Regions from separate parts of the Mus musculus genome. Here region 2 is linked to region 1. Evidence: chromatin contacts called from public Hi-C data. All regions are on one chromosome and are shown on one strand. Each heading gives the region's core, a stretch centred on a gene start, on an enhancer-like site or on the middle of the called end of the contact. The rest is flanking DNA. Distances are from core to core; before and after follow the strand shown.

Region 1 (2,800 bases), core at 132-2,631:
CTGAAACTAAAAAGTAATACCTGCTATTTACTGAGTCTAGGACTAGATACCAACACATTGCTGCTAATCTCTAAACTTAAGAGAGCAGTGTAAAATGTCTAGGATCACACAGCTATTAATGTAGAACAGTGCTGTCTGACTCAAAACCTGTGTTGTTTTTTTACTGCCCTAACTTCATAGAATTGGGGTTTAAAAAAAAAATGAGGGAAGCAGACACATGAGAACTAGCCTGGTCCCTTGTGAGGAAGCTGGATCCCTGACCAACAGTGAAGGCTGCACTTCTCCATCAGTTTAAAGAGCGTCTTAGGTCTGAGCCTTATTTCTAGCTATTGGATAGAAGTAGTTATGCTTATTCATATTAGAATTGTCACTAATTTACTTAAAAAGCTGGATCAGGGCTGGAGAGATGGCTCAGCGGTTAAGAGCACTGGCTGCTCTTCCAGGGGTTCTGAGTTCAATTCCCAGCAACCACATGGCAGCTCACTCCTATCTATAATGGGGTCTGATGCCCTTTGTAGCATGTAGACATACATGTAGAAGGGGCACTCATACACAAAAAACACACATAAATACATACAAAACAAAAAGAATGAAAACAAAACCACATTTGGCCATGTTTTACCATATTCAGGTGGCACTCGAATAGGACACACAAAGTGTGTGGTCTGAACAGTTTCAAGGCCCCTTGCCTCAGTATTTGGTAGTTGTAACCTGAGGGTTGTGTCAACTTTGTCACAGCGGTCTGCTCTTCGAGGTTTCAAGTCTAGATAGAACATAGCTGCTACCTGGTGCCTACCCAGCCCCAGGCTAGTACTCAGGTTCCTTCTGCCCACTGGGTAAGCCCCATCCACACCCTACTGTCTTCTACAGGTAACTCTGGACCTGTCCCAGTACCATGCTGTGGCAGTGCGCAGGGTCTTGAATACAGAGAGTGACCTGGTGAACAAGTTTGGCGTCACTGACTTCCCATCTTGTTACCTGCTGCTTCGGAATGGCTCTGTCTCCCGAGTGCCTGTGTGAGTGTGACGTCCCTGCCCAGTCACTCTTCCTGCCAGAGAGGTCACTAGAAAGAGCAGGCAGGTAGGAGAAGCAGATGTGTGAGTCAAGACCTCCGACCTTGCAGCTCAGGATTCCTGCCTCGGCCGGCCCTGAGCTCCGAAGCCATCTACACCATGCCATGACCATGTTATCCCACACCTCTGTGCACAGAGCCATGTGTTGGTGGGGTGCTGGCCTGGCGAGGACTCAGATGTGCTGGACCTTCCCTCCCTCTGCTTTTCTAATTGCAGAAAAGTTCATTAGGAGCCAGACAATAGTCTGCTCCAAAATGTCAGGAGAAAACAATGAAGCAGCCTCAGCTGCTGTCAGCGGCCTGCTGCTGAATGGCCTGTTAAATGGCACCAGCTGGTGCCTTGGTACCCTCCCTCCCTCCTCAGGCAGATGATTGATGTCAGCCTGGCCCTGCTGGCAGAAATTTGGGGGGCCAAGGAAATCGAGGCTACCGTAGGTACCCAGAAATCTACTTCTTGGGGCTGTTAGTACCGCCCTACACTGAGGCTGGGCTAGGCAGCCCCCTCGCCCTTTCCCTGTCCTGGTCCACCAGTGCTCCTGAGGCCGGCCAGCCAGAGTCAGGAAACATGATGTTCACAAGGCCTGGAAGGCAAGACCCCAGGCAAGCCCAGAGAGTGCCAGTCCTAGAGAAAGAAGAGGCATTGTTTCCCTGGCTTGGAGTTGCTGGAGGGGAAAATTGTTTGTGACGATGCTGCTCCTGAGCCATCTGCTCACTGATAGACACTGAGCCCGGATGGCAGAGCAGGGAAACCATGCTTCCTGACGCTGGCTCCCATGGGACGTCCTGTCACTGATGCTTATCTTGGCTAGACCTTTTGGAGGAGATAGCTCCTGCCTTCAAGACTCCTGTATTAGGAAAGAGAAATCAGGAGTGTTTGGGCAAACCTGGTTCTCTGTTGTTATTATGTCTAAAATCATACATCAGCTCTTTGACTTCCATGGGAAGTAATGTCAACTTGTGATGTCACCTGCTGATGTTACCTTGTGATGTCTTGGAACAAGCTTGTGGGAGGGTGGCTGTCTTGAGACCAGTCACACCCAGCCATTCCTGTCATGGGCAGAAGCTGGTGGTCTTTGTTTGGTTGTTTTTCTCTGTGGTGCTGGGGACCCTGGGCTTGCACAGCTAGGTAGCAGCTCTTTTGAATGCATCCCCAGTTCTCTGTAGCAAAATGGATGGTGTTCCCAGTGGCTACCTGCCTCAGTCTCTGTAGACCGTGGCCTTGCCTGGAGCCAGAAGGCACACTGAGTAATTCTCAGGCCCAGTTGTTTTTCCAGATAGGGGTTCCGTATCTGGTGGAAAAGAGGGTTTCTATACCATGGACAGTGAATGGACAAGTGAGGCCCAAGGAGCCAAAGACAAGATGAGACCAACTTGAAATGTTTCTTACGGCACCTTTCTGTGGGAGGAGCCACCTATTTCCCCTGCTGACATTGGTTAGCTATGTGATTTTTTTTTTCTTTGTCCTTAGCACTTCCATTTTCTTTCTTTACAGGCTGGTGGAGTCCAGGTCTTTCTATACATCCTATCTTCGGGGGCTACCTGGACTGACCAGGGATGCTCCCCCAACCACAGCCACCCCAGTCACTGCTGATAAGATAGCACCCACAGTGTGGAAGTTTGCAGACCGGTAAGGCCACCTGGTTCTCCTCATACATTTCCTTCATGAATACTGCCTTACTCATCTCTGTTCCTGTCACAGGATAGCCTATCTCTGTTCCTGTCATAGGA
Region 2 (3,008 bases), core at 241-2,740, 200 kb after region 1:
TTAAGGCACAATTTGAAGATGAAGGTGTGATTCAAAACAGCAGACTTGTATTTATTCTAATTACAATCAAAGCAGTAACAAAGAAACATAAAACTGGAATATAGATATAGTATATTTGAGAGGGATATCTTAGGATTATTTATGATCATGTTCATATAAAAATATTTGATAGGTATTTAAAATATTTGACAAGTAATCTGACAATTTGTTCATAATGTTTGTTCAACAAGAGCTTAACACTGTATCAATACCTGCTAGTATTCTTGACTTGTTAAAAAAGAAATTAAGAATCTATTACTAGAATATTAAAAATTTTAAAACTTTATTATAAAAACAATTATAGTAAGTCTGCATAAAACTGACCTCTAATTAATAGTTTGTCAGGTCCAGCAAGGTTGCTCAGTAGTTGCTGCCAAGCCTGACAGTGTAAGTTTAATCCCCCCAAGTCCCCATGTGGAATGAGAGAACACTCAGAAGCTGACCTCTGACCTCCACATGTGCATTCATGAACATGAGTATGTATGTGCACACACAATGAATGATAAGAAACTGATACAAGTAACTGTACAGATAGTCTCACTGACTGGATTATGAGCATCAAAACCTAAGAACAATTCCTTACTAGCCCAGAAAGCTCCCTGCTCCTCAATGAGCCATTTGTTCCTTAGTGCTTGTAATCAAAATTATTTACGTTTTACTAGTAAAAGGAAAAATCGGAACACTCATATCAATGATAATTTAGAACACAAATCAGCATAAAAGAAGTAACAAGCCTCAAAAAATAGGGAAAACCTTGCCATCCATTTTATAGGTATTCTTTACTCCTGACCCCATCTAATTACTTGTGGTCTTAAGCTACTCATTTATAAGTTGGCTAAAGTAACCAGTAAATACTCCTTTGGGGCATATCATTTGTAATACTGATTTATTGAACGGCTGCCTCCCAGTACAGAGGTCTGACCCTGTGTTTATAATTAGGCTGCATAATGTGGAAGCAGAGTGATGGTTCACCTTCTTGCTTTATGAAATGGTATGAACATACAAAATGATGCAATTTAATTAAATAAAGAATATGGGGTTCCTTTATGCAGTTCGAAGACGCTATTTTTAGCAACATCATAACATCTGCCCAAAAGCTCGGTAGCCATGCTTCTACAAACAACACTGGAAACAGATGCATAGTTCATTGGATATATGCACTTGCCCATTTAGTAAATAACTCAACAGATGCTTGCTGCCTGCTAACTGGGAACATAGTCATAACCCAGGCAAATATGTTTTCTTGTGGAGCTTAAATTCTAAAGGAGATGAGAAACATGTAAATAGTCAATTATAATGCAAGCAGATAAAATATTATGTAAAAGAAGATATATGTCCCATAGTTTTAAGACTAAATTTCGTCCTTTTCTTTCTAAACCCTATAGAGGAGTATCCTCATAAGGCATTTCCATCCTTTGCTATGAACCAGCTCTGCCCGAGCCTGCTCAGATCTAAGCAGAGCAAAGCTCTGACCTAGTAATCTGGTGTCATGTTCACAGTGTTCTCGGTACCCATTGTGAGTAGTCAATAATTATTAACCACTAATGAAAAGTCACAAATGACTAATAGAAAACATGAGCCTGTATTTCTTCCTAGACAAATAATGCATTACTTGATGAGTCTAAGCCATCAATCAATAACCGAAACTATAAAATTTGGCCACTGACTGCTAGGAACTCATCCCAAAGAAATAATTAGATAAGTGTGCAAAAATATAAGTAGAAAGATGTTTATTGCAGCATTACATAAGCAGGGAAAAAACAAAGAGAAAGAGGGGGAAAGGGAGAGAGAGAGAAAGCAGCTAAATAACAAAGACTACAGTTAGGGCTTGCCCTGACAACAGAACACCATGCAAGCATTAGAAACCACACATATGGAGAAAAATCAAAATTCCAGCTCTGTGTGCATGTGAATTTGAAAAACTTCAAAACTGGAACACAAAAATGTTGATAATATTTTTAAAAAACGGTGATAAATTAAAAACAACAACTCTATTCTCACCTACTTTTCTTTAAAATGTGTATGATGGAGTGGGAGGTGAGTTATATCTCAATGGTACAGGGCATGCTCAGGATGAGCAAGGTCTCAGGTTCAATACTAGCACATACAAAAGTAAGTCAGAAAAAATAAAAGTTATTTCCATTTTGGGAAGAAAATAATGTTTCTACCTAATGCAATCCTGCTATTTTACATACATTCTCATTCTCTCTCTCTCTCTCTCTCTCTCTCTCTCTCACACACACACACACTTTTAAAAATGGAAAACTATGTGCCTTAGCAGCATGACTTCTTGGCCTTTTGCTAAGATCAAGTATAAGCACTCTAGTATGTTGTTTCTTAAACATTTGTTCTTCATTTTAAATAAGTATCTCACTATCTCTAGTATTTAAATAAACTATTTTTCCATTGCCTTATTGTGAAAATTTTAATCTACAGCAATTATATGGGGGTAAAAAGTACAACAACAACAAAAAAAAACCAACAAAAACAAAAACCCCTCTTCCATTCCTTCTCCCAGATCCACACCATTCCTATAAATACCTGCCAGTGCCCACGCATGAACACACATTTCATAGGTTTAAAGGCTTAATTTCCAAGATGACAGCAGATTAGAAGACAGACAGACCTGCCTTTTGTCTCAATACCCCATGCACAGTCAACCTCCTGTACGAAACTTCTTCTCCCTGAATATCCCTCTGAACAATATGCTGCTGTGTAACCATTTCCCTGTTGATTGCCTTTAATGTTTTGGTAGTGCATCCCCATCTATATCCCTTCTAGAACCTGCAGATATTGTTATTTGGTTTCAGAAGTTAACCATTAGTTTCTGCCCAGGATTCCCTAGGGAACAGAACCTGAGGCAAAGTTTCCAAAATGAGCAATTCTTGGGATGTAAAATCTCAGTATATGAATGATGAGAAGGAAAGAAAATGAGGCCTCAAAGAAGAGAGACAAATACGAGTTCTGCT

What was found. Hi-C and Micro-C count contacts between places; a contact is called where the count stands out from the background.
Region 2: a Hi-C map of stem cell-derived motor neurons shows a contact between it and region 1, with 3 times the contacts expected there. The contact joins two enhancer-like sites. A contact is called at or near these places in 3 of 39 promoter capture datasets (the 3T3-L1 cell line, the C10 cell line and embryonic stem cells), 7 of 15 datasets of contacts at CTCF or cohesin (CD8 T cells, the G1E-ER4 cell line, the NIH/3T3 cell line and 4 more), 224 of 484 Hi-C or Micro-C datasets (the 3T3-L1 cell line, 3T3-L1-derived adipocytes, the 63-12 cell line and 119 more), 28 of 115 datasets of contacts at active chromatin or transcription factors (the 230-238 cell line, the HPC-7 cell line, PVALB interneurons and 24 more) and 3 of 9 other capture datasets (adipose tissue, embryonic tail and pancreatic islet).

The regions. Positions count from the first base shown.
Region 1 is chr1:155,789,197-155,791,996 of GRCm38.p6, reverse strand. Qsox1 (quiescin Q6 sulfhydryl oxidase 1) reads left to right here. Exons shown (of 12, transcript NM_001024945.1): 6 at 871-1,016; 7 at 2,565-2,699. Among named protein-coding and RNA genes, the nearest start is that of Qsox1, 22 kb to the left of the region's middle. Within about 2 kb of position 1,381, at least 33 of the 459 cell types and tissues checked have an H3K27ac peak or open chromatin away from gene starts, as enhancers often do. A contact at or near this core is called in stem cell-derived motor neurons, where this site is marked.
Region 2 is chr1:155,584,408-155,587,415 of GRCm38.p6, reverse strand. The region is part of intron 3 of Acbd6 (acyl-Coenzyme A binding domain containing 6); the gene reads right to left. Among named protein-coding and RNA genes, the nearest start is that of Acbd6, 28 kb to the right of the region's middle. Within about 2 kb of position 1,490, at least 2 of the 459 cell types and tissues checked have an H3K27ac peak or open chromatin away from gene starts, as enhancers often do. A contact at or near this core is called in stem cell-derived motor neurons, where this site is marked.